Regions from separate parts of the Sus scrofa genome. Here all the other regions are linked to region 1. A link is a contact called in public HiChIP or PLAC-seq data. All regions are on one chromosome and are shown on one strand. Each heading gives the region's core, a stretch centred on a gene start, on an enhancer-like site or on the middle of the called end of the contact. The rest is flanking DNA. Distances are from core to core; before and after follow the strand shown.

What was found. HiChIP or PLAC-seq counts read pairs in DNA pulled down with a chosen protein or histone mark.
Region 2: an H3K27ac HiChIP or PLAC-seq map of skeletal muscle shows a contact between it and region 1, with 5 times the contacts expected there. The contact joins two enhancer-like sites. A contact is called at or near these places in 1 of 47 Hi-C or Micro-C datasets (fetal skeletal muscle) and 1 of 2 datasets of contacts at active chromatin or transcription factors (skeletal muscle).
Region 3: an H3K27ac HiChIP or PLAC-seq map of skeletal muscle shows a contact between it and region 1, with 9 times the contacts expected there. The contact joins two enhancer-like sites. A contact is called at or near these places in 1 of 47 Hi-C or Micro-C datasets (heart right ventricle) and 1 of 2 datasets of contacts at active chromatin or transcription factors (skeletal muscle).
Region 4: an H3K27ac HiChIP or PLAC-seq map of skeletal muscle shows a contact between it and region 1, with 7 times the contacts expected there. The contact joins two enhancer-like sites. A contact is called at or near these places in 1 of 47 Hi-C or Micro-C datasets (embryonic fibroblasts) and 1 of 2 datasets of contacts at active chromatin or transcription factors (skeletal muscle).

What each region holds. Positions count from the first base shown.
Region 1 is chr1:208,099,698-208,102,627 of Sscrofa11.1, forward strand. No RefSeq gene overlaps it. Among named protein-coding and RNA genes, the nearest start is that of TRNAH-GUG, 41 kb to the left of the region's middle. Within about 2 kb of position 1,369, at least 12 of the 83 cell types and tissues checked have an H3K27ac peak or open chromatin away from gene starts, as enhancers often do. A contact at or near this core is called in fetal skeletal muscle and skeletal muscle, where this site is marked.
Region 2 is chr1:208,633,306-208,636,126 of Sscrofa11.1, forward strand. No RefSeq gene overlaps it. Among named protein-coding and RNA genes, the nearest start is that of NFIB, 450 kb to the left of the region's middle. Within about 2 kb of position 1,491, at least 6 of the 83 cell types and tissues checked have an H3K27ac peak or open chromatin away from gene starts, as enhancers often do. A contact at or near this core is called in fetal skeletal muscle and skeletal muscle, where this site is marked.
Region 3 is chr1:208,784,113-208,787,152 of Sscrofa11.1, forward strand. No RefSeq gene overlaps it. Among named protein-coding and RNA genes, the nearest start is that of MPDZ, 400 kb to the right of the region's middle. Within about 2 kb of position 1,614, at least 7 of the 83 cell types and tissues checked have an H3K27ac peak or open chromatin away from gene starts, as enhancers often do. A contact at or near this core is called in skeletal muscle, where this site is marked.
Region 4 is chr1:208,883,007-208,885,811 of Sscrofa11.1, forward strand. No RefSeq gene overlaps it. Among named protein-coding and RNA genes, the nearest start is that of MPDZ, 300 kb to the right of the region's middle. Within about 2 kb of position 1,510, at least 17 of the 83 cell types and tissues checked have an H3K27ac peak or open chromatin away from gene starts, as enhancers often do. A contact at or near this core is called in skeletal muscle, where this site is marked.

The sequences.
Region 1 (2,930 bases), core at 119-2,618:
CACTTCAGTTGGATAACAATTTTACATGATTTTGCTAGCTATCTTGTTATTTTCCCCTTACACTGAAAGAGAATATTGGTATTAAGGTATAATCATTACTTCATATAGTCTTGAATAGGTATTTAATGGTTTTCCTAAATTGGTTCTGAGTCTCTTCTTAGTCTCAGGTGAGATAAAGACTTGTAAAGATTTTCTCAAATCTTGAAAAAAAAAAAGTTTTTTACTCTCTACCCATTTTTCATATTACAAAGAAAAATACCACACTGGCTATTTTTAAATCTGTTGGAAATGAGAAATATGGATTGTTTTCTCCAAAACTAGCACTGACTTATTATCTTTACTACCCAAATTTCCCATTGCCGTCACTGAACATTTGCACAAAGCAATTCAAGAAGAATTTATCTAATAGCAAGAATAGTGTTATCTTTGCATATTTACCTAAGCCTCTGTTGTTTACCCACTCTTTGGGTTTTTTTCAGCGATTCTATGAGAAACAGCCATTATGTAATACTGCAGAAACAACATGCAGTGGAACAGGGCAGTAGAAATCTTATTAAAGTTCACTTTGAGTAGGCAGTGGGTTTTTCTGGTTTGTTTTGCCTTTCCACTGTTACCCATCTAATACCCATGCACCTTCTATTTAAAGAGGAAGAGAGACAGAAAGAACAAGACAGGCAGACACTGAGAGAGAACTGGACACACAGAGTTTACTATAAAGAAATGATGTCCACTCCTTTTCCCAGAAACGAGAAGAGATTCCTTAGCATCTCTGAGTCTACCTAGTTTTTGGAAACAAAATTATATTCACTTCTTGTTAAAGTTATGGCTTGCAGGCTAGAACAATGGCCTTCCCAAATCCGTCTGTATCCCCACACTCTTGAGGGGCACTTCGTTTTCAATGTCATTAACAGCTCAACAGACCACAGGAACCTCACATTCTGCTATGGAGCATGATACTCCGTCACAGGCAGGCTCCCGTGACAATGACATTTTCTCTGAGAGTTCTGTACAGCTGTGTCACTGTTAACTTTTAATGAACATCCTTCATTCCTACGAATAGTTTCAGTGAAATGAAACGGATGTGCAGTTTCTGCTTTCATCTCTACTTTATGTGGGACTATATACGATAATTCTGCGTGTCAAAGGGGTTTGCGACATTAATTTAGGGCATTTTGAATCTAAAACCTAAGTTTTCCCACAGTTAAACACAAATGTAAGATAAGGTTTTTGTTTTTTGTTTTTTGTTTTTTTTTTTTTTTTTTGAAAGCCCCGGCTCTAAAATATCTTAGAACCTCGAATATACGGCAAAATAAAAGAGACTCACTCCCTACATGAATTTGGGCCCCACTGTTCATTTCAGGGGATTGCTGACTCAATGGAGCTCTCCCATGGCAGGCGTGCCAACAGCTCCTGAGAGGATGAGAGCACAGAGGCACCACCGTGTTATTTCGGAGCATTATTCTTTCTTGGTTTCCACAATAGCTGGGATCTGATAATTTAGCATTAAGCCTCTTTTCAACTATATGGAACTGTAATAAGGTGATTTAGCCAATGGGCTTTTCCATTGTCCTAAAGATTCTGTGATCAATTACACAGTAATAGGGAAAAAGAAAAAAAATAAGGGGTGGGGGGAAATGGGAGAAAAAAAGTAAACCAACCCATTATTCAAAACATTCAAAGCTGCTTTGAGAGAGTTGTTATTTATTGGCATTTTTTATGAATGAATATAGATATAGGAATCAACTGCAAAAGCCTCTGGGTACGTTCACATAATGAAAGCCCAATTAATATCCAAAAGCACAGTGCACCGCCGGCAAACGGGAGCTACAAGGACAATCAGTGGCTTCCGCAGCCAACGCTGACAGCTGCAGCGCCTGATAGAAAACAGCTTCAAAGGCCCGATCCCCACCCCGCCCCCACCCAGCCTCCACTCAACACTCGCATCGCATCTCGCCCTGGAGGAGAGGAGGCCAGGCCTGCAGGAACAGATGGGATACCAGAGGCAACCCATGGCTCTCCGTGATGTCACCAAAGGAGGCATTTGGGGAGGCTGTTTGGGTGGCAAAAATATGTCAAAGGAATATGGGAGGGGTTGGGGGCAGGACGAGGGAGAATGTTTTAGGTGAAATCAGCCAAGACCTAGGTTGGAGGATGGACTGCCGCTTGGTGGAAGAGGTCACGCTGGGTCCGGGCTCCGGCCGGCTTACATTTCATTTTTATTTTGGTGTGGATTAAGGGAGCTTTGCATTCATTGGGCTCACAAGAAAAGCATGTGGCACCGTGTCCGGTAGGCCGATTTGCTTTGGATTCACCCTGTATGCCAAGCCCGTGCCAGCCTGGGAGAGATGGTATCCCCCCACACTCTCTCCTGGCCCTTACTCCCCTTCTCCTACTACCTTTTTCAAACAGGATCCAAGCTTCCTTTTTCAAAGACGTGCCCTCTCCTGATCTTTTACTTTGTATTTCTTTTATGCCCCAGAATATTTATCAATCTCTGACTATTTCAAAAAACTGGGTTCTAAAATCAGAACTGCCGTGCGGGAATTCTGTTCTGGGTAGAAGGGAGCAGGGGCTCTAATGACACTAAAGGCTACCCATGGGGGTCTGTCTTACAGAATGGACTGATATCTGGTCACCCAGAAGTCTGAGGCAACCACTCAAAACCAGTCAATCTGAGCAGAAAAGTAAAGTTTGATTAAATAGATCATGGAAGAGAAGGAAGAGATCTGCATAAAATTTTCAATTCGTGCAGGGGTTGAGGGGGGCAGAGGGGATAGTAAGGGGGAAAATGTTCTCCTTTTCTTTGTAACAAATATGACAATAGATATTCATATTCTTCCTGACCTTTAGAGTTTACAAAGATCTCTCCTTTGATCTTCGGGTAAATTTAGGATACTTTTAGGCAATACTTGCAATGATGCTATTGTCCA
Region 2 (2,821 bases), core at 241-2,740, 530 kb after region 1:
TACAACAATCCCATGGCTGTGGTTCCTGGTGCGGTTGACTCTGTCCTCTATTCTCCTTCTTTGCCCCAGGAAATCCTGTTTAACTCTTAAGCCCTGACTAAGACCTGGCTGCTGCTAAGGAATGGCCTTCCCCATGTGACTAGGGTAAAAACACCTAACAAGAAAGCTTTTGTGTGTACTCAGAAACTAGTCTTTGGGTGTTAGACATCAACATCCATAAGAAGAATTAAAAGTAAAATTTGAAGGACAAACTGCCTGCATATGTATGCTATGCAACTATTTTTTCCAAGAAACAGTTTTTAGGAGGAAGAACTTTGCTTTTTTTCTGGGCAGAGCTGAGTTCCAGTCTAGTCTCTACCATATTCTAAGAAGCTGACCTTAGTCACATTACGTAACCTCTGAACTTCCCAACTGTCACCTAGGGATAAAGACATTTTTTGAGGTGTTAGAAAGTCTCAACTGAAACAGCATATGCAGAGCATACTGTCCAGGACCAGCATCATGGTTTATACTCAAGGAACATAGGTGATTTTTCCTGTTCTTTCTCTCTCTTTTTTTTAGGGCCACACCTAAGGCATATGGAAGTTCTGAGGCTAGAGGTCAAATTGGAACTGTAGCTGCCTACCTGCCACCATGTCTGTGACCTATACCACAGCTCATGGCATCACCACTGAGCAGGGCCAGGGATTGAACCTGCATCCTCATGGATACTAGTCAGGTTCATTTCTGCTGAGCCACAATGGGAACTTCTCCCTATTCTCTTTATAAAATCAGTATAATCAGAAAACAATATACGTATATCTCCTATATTTATTTTTTCACATGGACCCTGTGGTTTTACTGATATATATCTCTTTGTTTTTTACATGGCAATTAAATGGTTTATTACCGTTCAGCTTAGTGTGGTAAAAACATGCTATGACTTTATTTTTCATAAATCACTACCCATTGTGCTATATCCAGTCTTCTGCAGTGGACAGGTGACTGAATCGCATCATAGGCAGATTTCAAAATCTCTCCAACATGTATATGCATATATATGTGTATATGTGTGTGTGTATGTATATATCCCCAAAGGTAAACAGTTAGATTTGCAATGTAAATCGGAAATACTGGGAGCAATGGGAAAACTGCCTAAATTCCTACCAAATTAGAAATAAAAATTTAGCCCCCTCCAGGAATTCAGAAATGAAATGAAACCAATCAAGGGCAGAAGAACACACTAACCATGCATATGCCGATATTTTTCTAGATGAGTCTAAATCAGTACTTCCTTGACAGAGACCTTTTGAAGACTGTGTTGCCTTAAGCATGTCAGTGCCTTAGTAATTTTCGAGGATTATGCCTCACCAAAATTTTGTCAAAAGGTCTCGGTCTTTCTCCCAAGTCTGTCCTGCAAATCTCCTTTTTTTCTTCCTCTTACTTCCTCCCAAATCCTCAGTGACTCCGACAGCTGCAAGGCCTTCCTCCTACTCCCCCGTTCAACGTGGACGGCGTTGCCATTGGAGACCTCCCCCGCTCCCTGAAGCCGGCTCTGTCCAAGAGCTTAGGTGGTGGACTTAAAGTAGCAGAAAGTAGTCAATAATTAGGAAAACAGATTTGCAGCCAAACTGAGCAACTGGAGCTTGGAATTTCATATCTGAGATATTGGTTTCCCTAATTAATTAGCACAAAAGTAATGGTCTGTGGGGGAACATAGCTTTATAAACTTTTGGCTGGGCCCTTTAGAACTACACAATGTACACAGGAAAATGTTAATAGTTGAGGGGAAAAGCATTTTAACAAAGTTTTATAGTATGTGGTTGAGGGTCCTCAGGGCAAACATATGCATTACACATCTAACCCCACACTGAGAGAATAATCCCTAGTGTTGGTTCCTCTGTTAGTCCTATTAAAAATTCCCCCAAACGTAAAGGCTGCCAATTTCAGACTGAGAATAAATGGCTCGTGGTTCCTTCTGAAACAGCATCCAAGAATCATGCTCTCAGGGCTGCACACAGCCATCCCTGGGGAGGAAAGTCTCTGATTTCGGGGGTGCCTGACTCCAACCCTCTTTATTTCAGGCAGGGCCTCCTCAGGTCACTTTCCATCAGAGATGGTAAGAGTGGGAATCTGGCATCAAAGGAGGTCAGCCCCTGTGTTTGCCTTTTGTATAATGCAGTCAGAGCGTGGTTGGGAACATTGAAAGGCTCGGCATACTGTAGGGTGTCACTTCTCATAGAATTTAACACTGACTTAACAGTGAGAGGGGAGCCCTCAGCCAGCCCACAACACTGGCCGCTTTTGCAGATGACTTAATGCAGTGTTAGTGGTGGTAGGATTCAAGTGAATGGATTCTCTCGCCTTAAATATTAAATTGTTCAATTCTCATGTGAAGCATTATCATGTGATGGCGTGAAGGGTGAAGATGTGAGAGAAGAAGTCATGGAAACATTTAGAATTGGTTCAAAACAAATTCATCGTTCATTGTTAACAAAAAACAACCACTTTATTCTGAGGTTAGAAAACTAGGGTTGGAATCTAAGCTGTCAGCAATGTGATCTTGGATAAATTCTTTAGCTTTCCTGGGCCTCAACTTTCCCGTCTGTAAAATGGAACCTAGCAGTCCTGGTCCAGACCACATGCAAGTGAGGATCAAATGGGGTAAATGCTGAATGATGGTTGAATCCCACAGGCCTCAGTACTCACCCACAGTCCCATGGGACCTCTGGTTTTTTGGTTGGTATGAGTTGTGCCCATTATCAGGAGTTTCTGCCTACCCTGTGCCTTCAATAGATTTTAATAATTGTGCACCATGGAGTTCCAGGAATTACATGGTGTG
Region 3 (3,040 bases), core at 364-2,863, 680 kb after region 1:
TGTATATTTGCATGCTATTTTGCATATATTTGTATAATGAGCTACATTATTTCTACAAAATCATCTAAAATTTCTAACTCCAGGGAGGTAAAACAATTAATGAGGCAATTGTGTTCAATTTTATCATTTGATCGGAGCCAAAGAAAAACATGGTGCAACCAGGAGAACTATGAAATACTGAACCAATTCTCTTGTCTTGGTTTTTCCTTACTCCTTCTACAGATACCTATTAATGGGATTGTATTAAAAAGTCTTTCAGATGAACAATAGTTCAGGTCGGTTTCTATATGTGCCTGTATACTCTCTTTTATTTATTTATGTGGCAACTCTATTGTCTTCAGCTCTTAATTTTATTACCTATAAATTAATTGTATTCATTTTTGATACTTCTCTCCATCATAAAGAAACTTGGGTCCCAGCTTTAATACTTATTACAAATATAACATTGAAAAATAAGTTAAATTCCTGAGCTTCCATTTCCTGACCTGTAAGTGGGGGATAATGCCTCATGGTCTTCTTATAAAGATTAAATATAAAATAGGAAGGAAAATATCTGACAAGAAGTAGGTGGTCAAAAATTGCTCATTTTCTTTCCTTCTTACCCCTTATTGCACCTTATTCTGCCTTGTGAATTAAAAGCATCTACTTTTTATCTAAGCCATACCTCTATGATTTCAAAACATCTGGCTAAAGAGTGAAAATGAATGCAATTATCCAGGTGTTTGGCCTGTAAGATGACAGATATCAAACACTTAGTACCATCTGGGTGATTGGCATATTTTTTTTCACCTTCGTCCAGATGTATGTGGATATTGCCTTGGTCAAAGGCAAAAAAAAAAAAAATCACAGGGACTTTTCTTAAATCTTAATAACTTATTTTTTCAATATTATTATTGGGGTATCTTTTATTCCCTTTGATATATGCTTTGTTCAATCTACCTTTGGCAATAAAACCATTATTTAATTTTATCACTTGAAATATAGGAATTAAAAAAAAAAGGAGTAAATGATTGTATAGATTTCAAACCCCATGTTTCTACTCAAAAGTATTAAGGACAAGAAAAACTAAGTAATGTTTCCAAGTTATAGAGTTAGAGAGTAGAGCAGAAAAAATGAAGTCTCTTGACCTTAACCTGTAGACTTCACCTATTTTCTGTCTTCTTTCATCCACGTCATGTGTAGTTTTAGCCAATGCATACAGAACTGTATTTACCCAATTTGTATACACTCACAAGCATGCATAAGTAGCAACTTTTCTTCCTGACAGTCATGTTAGTCTGACATTATCTTTTCCCAAATAATTTTTCAAACTTTTGTTAGCAAGCCAGAGAGAACAAGCCAGGCTCCAATGCACTCACTCACACATGCATCCAGTAACTAAGATCCAACATCTGCCATCCAGGGCATTGCTTAAATAGATGTCATATTGAAATCTGGTATCCTGTGAGCAGCTGATGCAATTTTCCTCAGTCACAGGGATGAAGCTTGGATAACATTTCTGGCTCTGAGAAATCCCCAAGTCACAAAGAAATGATTCCATTGACCTAGCGGCTTTTCACTCCCAATACAACATGTTCTTGAGCAGCTTCCCAAGGGAGAAAATAATGTGAGAGTTTTTTAAGAGTGCCGAAAGATTCCCCTCTAATCATCCTGTGTGGATTTCACTAGCATTCCAAGTGAGTCCAGACAATCCCAAGAAAACTTTAGGGATTCAATCCCAAGAAAACTTTAGGAACTCAGTGAGATTAAAAAAATTTTTTTTTTCTGCCTGAAGACACAAATAATAAGCAGCTTCAGATAATAACATCGTTATTTGGACATGAATACTACTTATCAACTGCCATTCCTGTCACAAAACAACTAAACACCTCAAAGAAGTCCTCCTTGATAAACAAATAGTTATGCTTTTTTCCCCCTTTTATTTTAAGGCAGGAAGTCAGAAGACTGCCATATTTGGGGATTACTTAAAATCTTCTGTTCTGCTTAATTCATGCCTAAGAGCAGAAGTGGGTTTCTTTAGGGAAGGGAGAGCATTTCTGATGAGTGGATTTGTCCATGATATGACCAGCTGCAAAATAGTCTGGAATATAGAGGTCATAACAGCCAAAGGTTACAGGGGGTGACTGTGTTCTAGCTATTGGTGAGATCCTCAGCTACCGAGATAGGACCAACAGCCTGTCCAGCAGCCTGAGCTTAACTTGAAAGCACTCTATACTTACACTGAAATTAATGGTGTGCTGAAGCCAGACTATAGCAGCTTGCAAGAGCAAGCTGTTAAATGTTGTGAACCCATTGATGTTACTTTAATAGGTTAAAACTGACCACAGTGTGAGTATTTACATCATGGAAATTGGCATGTGCTACTAATCACAGCTTTTGCTTCTCAGAGAGCTGGTTATTAAATATTTATCTACACATCATAGAGACAAACAAACATGACTTAAATTCCTACCTCTGCCAATTATGGCATAGAAATTTAAAGAAGCAAAAACCCTCCAACTTTGATGTCTTAATATGTAAATTAGAAATAGTAATCATATATCATGATATTGTGAGAATTAAATCAGACATTGTGCTTAGCCAGATGTAGTGGTCACCAGATATATTATTTTTTCAATAAATATTAACAGGGCACATATTTTATACTAGGAAATATGCCTAGTGCTAGAAGAACAAGAATAAATGGACAGATTGGCAAACACCTTGAATAGATGCAGAACTCAGATTAAATGTTACTAACAGTATACTTTGGGAAGTGAAAATGGTCAAGGATGTAATAGAGATGAGGAGCCATCATTGTTAATATTCCTTTAGAAGAGGAACTAGTTCTCCATAGAGGTTGAGGAACATTTTTCCAGCCATTGCTAGACATGGTAAATAATGGATATTTTCAGATTTGAAAATGTAGAGAATCAACACTCCTGAGAATATGTGGAAAGCATAGCAATACTTTAGAGTTGATAGAATATCTAGTTTATAGGTTATTATTACAGCATGGTTCTCTATCTTATAATCCAATGTCCACTGTCATTCTATTATC
Region 4 (2,805 bases), core at 260-2,759, 780 kb after region 1:
AGACATCAGAGGTCTAGTACATGGGTAGGCCTGTTAACTTTTCTCCTCTCGTCAAGACTGGGTCTCTGACCTCAGCCAGTTGGCCTCCATATAAAATGTGCTCTTAAGAGATTAGATGACAACCCTGGATGGCTTTGTGAAATCCATCAAAACTACACAGAAAAAGGTACCTAAGGTGAAAGTTCTGCTATTGTTGTTCAGTGCCATCAACTTTGCACTGAGAAAGACAGGGTTATATAAAACCTTGAAGTTAAGTCTATCCCTAAGGAACTCTATGGTCTGAGCACAAAGCTCTGTTGATGATATGGCCTTAGTACAACAGTTTGGCAAATAAGGATATTTTAGTTTTAGCATAAGATTAAAGGGTTTAAAAGTTTTAGTACAAGATTAAAGAGTTTAAAAGGTCCATATGAGGTGTCTTGGAATCCAAATGAGGCAAAGAAGAAACGAAAATTTTCTTTTTATAGAGATAAAAAATTAATTGGTAATTGCTTGAAAAGTACACTTGTTTTAAAAATGTAAAAAACAAAAACAAAAACAAAAAAGAAAGGCTTACCTAATATTACATGAGAATGTAACTGACACTATATAATACATAATATTTCTTCTAAAACTTTTTAAAATGTTATACTCGATTGTAAGAATCTCTATACAAAAATGATGGAAGCAAGGTAGCTTAATATTGTAAACACTTTGCAACTTTTATAACTTGAACATATTTTAGCTTGAAATAACTACTTTGAAAAGGACTCAGTTGAAATAATGGTACACCTTGAAGGAATCCATGGACATAGGTTGAGAACCAGCCTCTTTCCTTCTTGAATTTAGTAAGTGATATTGATTTAAATTCAGCCATTGGCCATGTACAGCCTCTAATGACATCTTTGCATCTGTTGTAATCTAGTGGTCCAACAAGCTATGACTTTCAAATACTTTACCCAAACTGCTATTCCATTGGAGCATCTCTTTTTAAATTAAAAGTAAAAGATTTCAATGAAAATGAAGAATGGATTTCTGTGTGTCTACACAATGTTAAAAATAAAAAGGAAAAGGATTTAAGCACAGAAAACCCCAGGCACAATTCATCAGAGGACAGTTTTTTGCCAAGTGCATGAGAACTGAATGCTTTTCTCTGCTATATCTAAAGTTTCAGACATTGCACTTTTCATCCCCACCTTAACTTTAAAAAATTTTTTTTTCTTTTAAACAACCTCCTCCATACTGACCCCTTAAATAGTGTAAACAGCCTGCCTCAGACGGTACAAAAGCATAGTAATGCTGGGTTAAAGTTGGCACTTCATCCTTAACTCCCTCCACGGAGCCCCTCTAACCTCCTTTAACTTTGAATCTCCTGGCTTTTGTCACTTTAAACCAGATCCTTCACGTTCTTGGGATGTGAGCCCCGCCCCCCACCTTTTCGGGTAAGGGGGAGGGTAATGAATTTAATGTTATTTTTAACTGAACTATCTAGTTAACCTTGGGGGACATCCCTAGAGCTGAAACCTATTCAAGTCATAATAGCTCAGCAACTCGCTCCCGGCAGACAGCTCTGCAGAGTCAGTCTGGAAAAGCTCTTTAAAAGCACAGTCTGCCTGGCCCTTTTCTTTTGGTTTCTGTGGAATTTTTCTTAGTAACATTTTTTAGCTGAGGGGGTTACCAACAATTGTAAACTAAGGACCAGGAGGAGAGGGTCGTGGGAGGGCCATTTGCTGTGCTCCTGGAAACAAAGCCCCCCAGTTTGGAGCAAAGGAGCACACGGTGGTTCTGGAGTTGATGCGGACTGAGATTTTAAAATACAATGAAAAGTAGTGCCTCTTTGTTGATTATACTCACCTAGGCAGTCACTGACTTTTAAATTAAACTATAAGAATACAATTTAAAGAAAGGTGCGCTGAACTACCTTCCAAAGGCCTTCATGCTCACAGAGGGCAGGGCAGTCTGTGATAAGCAGCCTCCTAGGATTCTAGTAAGTTGCTGCGACAGTCTTTCAAGTGGAGGTTGATTCTGAGCCTGAAGAGATCTAGCTAGAATCTGGTGCTGCTTTGGCCTTTAGGAGGGAGGTAGAATTGTTCTTGCCCCTCCATAGTGCACAAGCTCGAAAGGGCAAAACAACAAAGCCAACTTTCCAGCCGTGTGTGTGTGCGTGTGTGTGTGTGTGTGTGTGTGGTGTGTGTGTGTGTGTGTGTGTGTGTGTGTGTACAAGCAGCAGAAAGTATGTAGTCCAGACCCGATTCAAAAAGACTTGTCAAATGAAAGAGAAGTGCACAAACATGTCTGTACTTTGTCCTCTGAATTTTAAAAGCATCTAATGTTACAGAGCTCATGTGAACCTTATTTAAAGCACAGCCATCCACAAAGTATTCCCTTTATGGTTTTAGTGGCTGTCTTCTTTCCTTGCTGTTCAGGACTATGATTATTTTATAAGCCCTTTTGTAGCTGAGTTTATTTGACTTAACCTTTTAAATGTAGCTTTGTTTCTGACAATACAGGAAGTATAATGCCAAAGGAAACCTCTGCATGAGGGGCTGATATAGGAGGCAGGCACATGAAATAAGAAGTCTTGGGCAGACAGTCAACTTATTTGGTAGTTTCTCAATTTTTCCAGTGTGACTATCTATAAAGCTGAATGCCAAGTTTTGATTCCTCGGTTTTATGAGGTTGCAGAGGTAGAAAACTAATCCTTGGCTAGGTGTTCTTTTTTTTTTTTTTCTGATGAAAAATGCAGGCATGAAAAACAAGGTGCAGCATCCGTTTTCAATTAAAAAAATAAAAATTTAAAACCTCTCCCTCTGGGCCTGGTGCTGA